Linked DNA regions of Gossypium hirsutum: region 2 is linked to region 1. A link is a contact called in public Hi-C data. All regions are on one chromosome and are shown on one strand. Each heading gives the region's core, a stretch centred on a gene start, on an enhancer-like site or on the middle of the called end of the contact. The rest is flanking DNA. Distances are from core to core; before and after follow the strand shown. Region 1 holds the start of LOC107924354. Region 2 holds the start of LOC107943041 (protein LIKE COV 2).

Region 1 (3,744 bases), core at 410-2,909:
GAAGGAGAGACATCTTCATGCTACCTTGATTAGCTCTGCAATCATCACAGTCTTATTAATGGCTCTTCCCATTGCTTTAAGAACAATCTCACTGGAACCTTTCTCCTACATATAGAGAGGCAAAACCAGAGAAAAAACAATTTAGTTTTGTATTAAGTAATTCAATGCCAAGTTTTTTTCCCTCTAGGAAAATTTCAAAGGAGAAATTTTTCTAAACTTCAAATTGCAATCATCCAATTAAATCTTTCCATTAACTGGATTAACTACAGAAAGCATACTATTCAAATTTTACTAGAAAATACAATTTCCATTAAATAATTTCAAGAAAATCTCCTCTGTCCGTGATATAATTTCCATAACCGATTGCTATAACCATACCAAAGATCTGTTAGCCATTAAGAGCACAACCAGTCGAATAGAACAGCGGCCCAAATTATATTTGATATCTAAATCATAAACTAAATAAATACCCTAAAAGGCCTACTGAACTTGAGGGCATACATTTTTATCACAACATTGCCACTCTACACTGGTTTTACCATCATGAATATGAAGCATTTGCATAAACCCAATTATCACAAGATTGACACCATGAAACATTTTTTATCAACATAAATTTCAAAAGTTAGATATCCCATATATCTGCTCATCTATTCTATGTACTTAAACATGGGTATGGGGATATGAATCTCGGAATAAAAGGAAAAACTTCAGAAAAAAATCTAACAAAAGCCTGTTAGACACATAGCTACTCATTCAATAGGAAGCATTTCATCCAAACAATTATAACGCACACATACGTAACATTAATTGCTGAAACAAAGCAAAACAGGAAGTGAGACTATAGAGTAAAAATTAAAAGAGAGAGTAGAAACAGGAAGTTACTTGGAGGAGAGTGGTGGCGTAGGTAATATAATTCCTCATTCTGCCTTGTGTTGTTATCCTAATTTCATTTTCGTTTATGAGAATCTCTGCTTTTGGCTTCTCCACCCTCTGATACCTATCCATCTTTCTCAATCGCCTCTTCCCCCACTTTCAAATCTGAAACAAAAATCAATCAAACACACACACACACACAAACCCCAATGAAAAGAAACTCTGGGTTTTGTTGGATTTACCTTATCTAAATGCAAATAAAGCAAGAGACTGAAACTGGAACTGAGACCAAACACCTTTATTTTATTTTATTGTATTGTATTTTCTTTTTTTCTGTATATCTATCAGAAGTTTGAATGGGAATAATGGTTCTCGAAGTTGAAGCCTCAGGCGATAAGGCCGGGTAGCTTGAAACGGTTTTTAATTATCGATAAATTTAGAGTGGAGATTTTGTATGTTTATGAGAAGTGAGAAGCAAGAAGTAAAGATATGGGATGTCAGTTCTACTTTGAGAGGGAGTAGGGCTTTTCTTCACTGTAATCGCGGTCTTACCGCCGATTGGACCGCGCTCTCCCATCGCCATTCACTAAGCCTAAAAGCCTCGCTCGCCTGCTTTAGCCCAGCCCATCATTCCTCTTTTCTTTTCAATAAAAGAATTTTATTTGGCATTGGTATTATAGTATTTATTATTTACTAAATATAATACTATAAAAATTATTTTAAAAATATGTTTTCATTTTAAGATTATCTTCATGTGGAGTTTATGGTTGATATATGCGCTGCAAATTTTTGTATGTTGCAATTGAATTTGAGATATAATGGATTAAAGTACCGTAGACAGGTCATTGTCAAATTTTTGGCAGTTTCTAATTGAGTTGCAATTATTTTTTTACCCTCCACCGTAATAAATATGTTAGACATTTCTTGACATCCTTTAGTGTCAAGTATATATATATATATAGGTTTTCGCTATATGCCGTAAATCTAATTTTATTAATGAATTTAAGAGTTGACTAATTAATGTAAACCTAATTCTAACTCATGTTTTGTATTGATGTTCATATTCATATGTGTCAGAGATTTTTTTTTCTAATTAATCTAAATCTTAAATAGAGTTGGCATCTATGGTTGGTGTTTTCTTTATAATTCTTTTTTATATTAGCTACGAATACTCTTTCCCCATTTTGTTTTTTATATCCCAAATAAAGTTGCTTATAATTTTAGAAGATGTCGAAAAAATGTGTTTTTGAAATTTAAATCCATAATCAAGTTAGTAAAATTATGTATAGGAGAGTTTATATGCTTAAATTGAAAATATATTAGTGGTTCGTAAAGAAATTAAATCGAGAAAGTAGATAATTATAGTCTAAGGACTAAATTAGAAAATTTCAATCAGTATTAAATTTTAAATTGGAAAATGCTTGAGGACTTGACTGGCAATTAACCAAAAGACTTAATGGTTATTTAACCATTTATCCTATATGGATAGTCGAAAGTGCTGATGACCCGCCCACTTATAATTAATAAAGGTTAACCATTAAATTAATCATTCTTAAAGTTGAAATTTGGGCTAATTAGGTTTGATTAAATAATTAATCAATATATATTAGTGGGAAAGAGAAAACTAGGAACCGAATGCTTAAAGAAGAAAGAAAAATTCTTCAAAAGTTCTTTAGGCATTCGGTCAAAGATTAATCAAGGTAATTAAGTTTTTTTTCTTAAGATTTTTATGAATTTTGAATCATGAAAGTTTATTTTAGCTAACCTATTTATTGATTTCTTCAATTGTTAGATGTTTAGCAAATTACCATTAAGGTATACTTGATGAATTTAAGTTTGAATTTGAAGAGATTATTAAGTAGTAAACTTGGATTATGTTAGGATTAAGTTAGAAATTAAGTTAAGCTTTATAGATAATTTTATGACATTAGGGACTAAATTGAAAGTTAAGAAATTATGCTATAAACTAAAATTACAAGGTCCCTAATGAAATAATATTAAATTAAATTTTGATTCGATGTTAAATATAAAAAATATGAATATTTCAGAATAGGGATTAAAATGAATAAAATGCAAACTATTCTTGATTATGTGATGTTCATGTGATTGGGTGAAAACTAATATCATTTTTATATTTGAATTATTGTATGTAGCTAATGATATATCCTGAGATAACAGAAAGGCGACAGTCGTAGACAAATAGCTAATCAAGGTTTGTGCTTCCATGATTTGAATTCAATACATATACATATATTCATATGGCTTGTTGCACGTTAGCTTGATTAAGGTAATGTCCATACTTGTCTCATGAACTTGGTAAGTAGTACATGGTTGGTAACTTGTGAAAGATGTGGTGATATGAAATTATATGAATTGGATTGAGCATGATATAAATTGTTATTATATGAAACTCTGATATGTGATCATTAATATATATGTTTAGAATATTGGTTAACCTATTAGCGGTCTCGAGCAGAGCTGGGTATAGTTGGCATGGCATAAGACTAGTTTGTCGGATTATACTTCGGTTTATACCTATGAGGCATGGAGCGCATATTATACTTCGAATGTTTTGATGATATAACCTCCCAAACCCGGCCTAAACGTTATGGCCGAATCCTGAAAACTATATTGGCAACCAGAATGACACAGAAAAATTTTCGTATTTTAAATCATACTATAAAATCATTTGCCTTTTTATACAAAACTAGTGAACTTGGTTATTTACCTTTGTTTTGAGAAAACATGTTAATTTTAAAAAATCAAACGTCTTAGAATTTCATTTGTAAAGATTAATTATTGCAGAAAAATAAGTTGTATTTTATTAAAAAATTATTTTCAATATTGCAACGAAAATTAGTGTTAAAA
Region 2 (3,744 bases), core at 312-2,811, 140 kb before region 1:
CCTAAAAGCCACAATTTTGGCTTTTTGACCAATTTGTCTCCCTTGGCCGGCCATGACACTTTCAATGGTCAAATTTCACTTTAAAGACCCCCAATTTAAGATACCAAGCAATTTAACACCTTTAGGCATCAAAACACAACTTTTACCTTTTATGCGATTTAGTCCTTTTTCGAAATTGGACTAGAAATCGCTAAAATTAATATACCAAAATTTTTATGCACCTTCATAAACATTCTATATCACATAAAACAACATCAAAATAATTTTCTCTAGCCTCAGAATAGTGGTTCTGAAACCACTGTTCCAGCTAGGCCCAAAATCGGGCTGTTACATTCACACATGCTAATTCATTCATCATAAGAGGATCGGGTGGAGTTAGCCACCCTGATAAAGAACACTTGCCTTGAGTGAGCAGGTAATTAATTTATGTTTAGTTTTTTTTACATTTGTTACCTTCGTGTGACAAGGTTTAGTTTGGTGCAGTGAAGGAACTCACTAAGTTCTCTTGAACTTATGGAAAATTTTCTTATCTACATAGGAATGATTGGAATGATCAAGGACTACGATAAGGGACTAAGTCAGATAGCGTGAAGAATGGGGACCGTTGTTGTCTCAAGATCATGCACAAAGGAGGTGGGTATCATTAGAGGCTTCGCCTCAGGATCAAATATGGTGTAACCAAATGACGTCCTCAGAGTCTGGATTTTGAAATAGTTAACCCTAAGTTAAAAACTTCAAGGGTCTTATTGTAAACAGACAATATTAGAGACAGAAATTGAGAGATTAAACATTCAATGGTTTAAGAGCTTGGTTGTAAGAATTATTATTAGTTTTACTTAGTCTGTGTTATAATAGTTAAGCCGATAAATATTAAGGATAGTTGAACTTAGTCCATTTGTGACACTCCATACTCGAATTCGACGGAAGTCAGGCGGGGGTGTTACATTAACATTTTTCTTTAACACGTCAAAATGTTATCATGTTGGTCAAAGAAAAAATAATAAAAGAAAAAAATAATTATAAAAAATTCAATATTGAGTTGGCTTGTGCCACAAACTCAATTAATGACATTATCGATCAAACTTTTGTGTAATAATATTAAAATGTACAAATATAATCAAAATGAAGCTTTGGGTATAGGAGTAAAGTTAAGGTTTTAGATGTTGGGGACATGGAAAATTTCAACATTTTTATTGGTTTTTTAGTACGAGAAATACTAAGATACATTTATAATATTATAATTTCAAAAAGGAAAGATAATTTAGTAATTTTTTTAATCAAATTGGTGTCTAGTTGACTTGTAATACCAACTAAACTAATGAGAGATTCAATTAAGAGTATAGATAATCACCTTAGGAGGATTGCAAAAATTAGAAAAAAAAAATTGGAGTATTAAGTTGAGATAAAAAACTGTGACAAATTTAGGACCAAATGAATAAATAGACTAATCATATTTGATATAACCACTAAATGTGACCCTAAGGCGACACCAACCCCACGCCCAGCATGACATTGCGTATGATGTAAATATTGCCTTTTTTATTTTTTAAATCTTAATTAAATTAAATGCATGTAACACTCAATAATCAAATCTCCCGTCTAACTTCCCGACATTTTTCCCAGCTAGTAATGGCGGAAGAGAAAGAATCAACGTCGATTCCACTGAGCCAAGCCGAAAATAGTGGTGTCGATCCCGAAGATCCGGCTAAGTCTCCTCCTAGGCCTAGCTCCCCCAATTCCTCCACTCGCAAGGTCCATTTTCTCTTTCTTTTTTCCCCCCTCTTTTAGGTTTGACTTCCATCAATTAACCACACCCACTCCCTCATCTTTCTTCTTGGACTTCTTTCATATTTTTCTTAGTCCAAATGTAGTTGTAATTGAGCCTTTGCACTAAATATAATTTGCGAGTAACGGAATTTTGACTGCAGATATGGGAAATCCCTGCCGAATTTGGGATGTAGGAACTGAAAATGGTCAAATATCGCCCAAGATTTATCATAAACTTTCTTCACTATGTTTATTGAGTGTCAACTGGTTGGACTCTTCATATTAAGGGGGGAAAAAGAAAATGAAAATGGTTGAGCTCCCAATTATATCCAGAAATTCTGTTGGTTTTGATTGTCCTCGGGTTTGGCTTCAACCTGTTTTAAAAGTGGAAATCTTGATGACCTGTTGATTCTTTCTATCGTTTTTTTATGGAAAAAACTAATTAATAGCCGCGCATTAGAAGGATTTTAAGCGTTGAGGATAAATGCTTCTGCTTTTAGGGTTTAGCATTTAAATTATCCCTTTTTTTCCTTACTAAAATACCAAGAAATTGAATGACCTGTACGATAGAGTGCTTCCACGATAAGGTTTGTTCTTTATGTATTTCTTGGTTAAACCAATTAGCGTTTCTATTGTTGAAATGCTTCATGGAAATTTCATGTGCCCATTTTCAAGGAATTTAATCATTTTCAAGTCATTATTATGAACGATTCAGAGTTTGACTACTTGAGTGGTTTTAAAGTAATTATGTTTGCCCCAAATTGAAAAGAACAGTTATGTTTAAGTTTCAATGTAAGTCTTAGAAAGCGTGGAAGCAATGAGAGCAGTTTTCAGAATAAATATGTTGTATTGATATCGAAGCATTCTGTTTTATTTTCCAGTCTGAGCATTTGTGTTTTATTCTTCAGGCTTGTTGTTTTGTTCTCCAAAGTTGGGTCTCAAAGAAGTTCATGACTGGATGGTATTAAGCTTTTATATTTCCCCAAATGTCAGTCTTCCATTATTTCTTTTGATATTTCAAAGCTTAACAAGTAACAACATGTTGACATGCAAAATTGCAGTGTGGTCCTTTTTCCTGTGGCAGTTACATTTTTCATTACTTGGTGGTTTATTCAGTTTGTTGACGGTTTCTTCAGTCCATTATATGAACGACTTGGCATTGACATATTTGGTAAGTTTAATTGTATTACTTGTGCCTTTGATGTTTGATGATTGAAGTGTGGCTAAGTTTATAAGTTCTTACTTCAATTATCACTATTCAACCATTCTTCACGATCATCAAACCCCAAAATTTCTTCATAATCCAAAAATGTATGTTTATTGCCAAAAAGAAAAAGAAGGAAAAAAAAAATCGGCTTGCAATCTTTATAATATTCTATAGAGAAGTTCAAGGAAGAATAGAACTCAAAATCGCTATTGAGGGTTTTAACTCCATTGTGATAAACATTGCTGATGAAGTTGTAACTGATTTCTGAATATCATCAGAAGCATTTATGATTATTACATGGTACATGCGACAACCTACTGCTTCATCAAAGAGAATTCTTCTTCCTCTTCATTCTTGCATGTTATTTAGATCTCTTTAGTGATTTTTTTTCTTTGAGCAATGATTGTGTGAGCTTTGGTTACTTTCTGCAGGGCTGGGATTTATCACATCTCTTCTCTTTGTATTCTTTGTTGGTGTTTTTGTTTCATCATGGATGGGAGCTGCTGTTTTCTCAGTGGGAGAATGGGTTATAAAGCGAATGCCGTTTGTTAGGCATTTATACTCCGCCTCAAAACAAATTAGTGCTGCGATATCCCCAGGTTATACTTATACCCAATTAACTACTCTGATAATCTGGTTTTTCATATCAATTTAGTTCAATAAGTGATTTGCATCCACAAAAGTACTTTCACATGTTTCCACAAGCCAGGATATACTGCTTGATTGGCATGAAAGCTCAGAAACTATATGATTCACTTCAATCATACAAA

The links. Hi-C and Micro-C count contacts between places; a contact is called where the count stands out from the background.
Region 2: a contact with region 1 is called in a Hi-C map of leaf, with 1.8 times the contacts expected there. The contact joins the promoter of LOC107943041 here to the promoter of LOC107924354 in region 1. A contact is called at or near these places in 5 of 34 Hi-C or Micro-C datasets (hypocotyl, leaf and petal).

What each region holds. Positions count from the first base shown.
Region 1 is chrA12:58,929,169-58,932,912 of Gossypium_hirsutum_v2.1, reverse strand. LOC107924354 reads right to left here and starts at 1,659. Exons shown (of 9, transcript XM_016854758.2): 1 at 1,119-1,659; 2 at 886-1,041; 3 at 25-105. The coding sequence starts at 1,008.
Region 2 is chrA12:59,068,755-59,072,498 of Gossypium_hirsutum_v2.1, reverse strand. It overlaps LOC107943041 (protein LIKE COV 2), which reads left to right and starts at 1,561. Exons shown (of 7, transcript XM_016876767.2): 1 at 1,561-1,752; 2 at 2,676-2,728; 3 at 2,829-2,938; 4 at 3,406-3,573. The coding sequence starts at 1,567.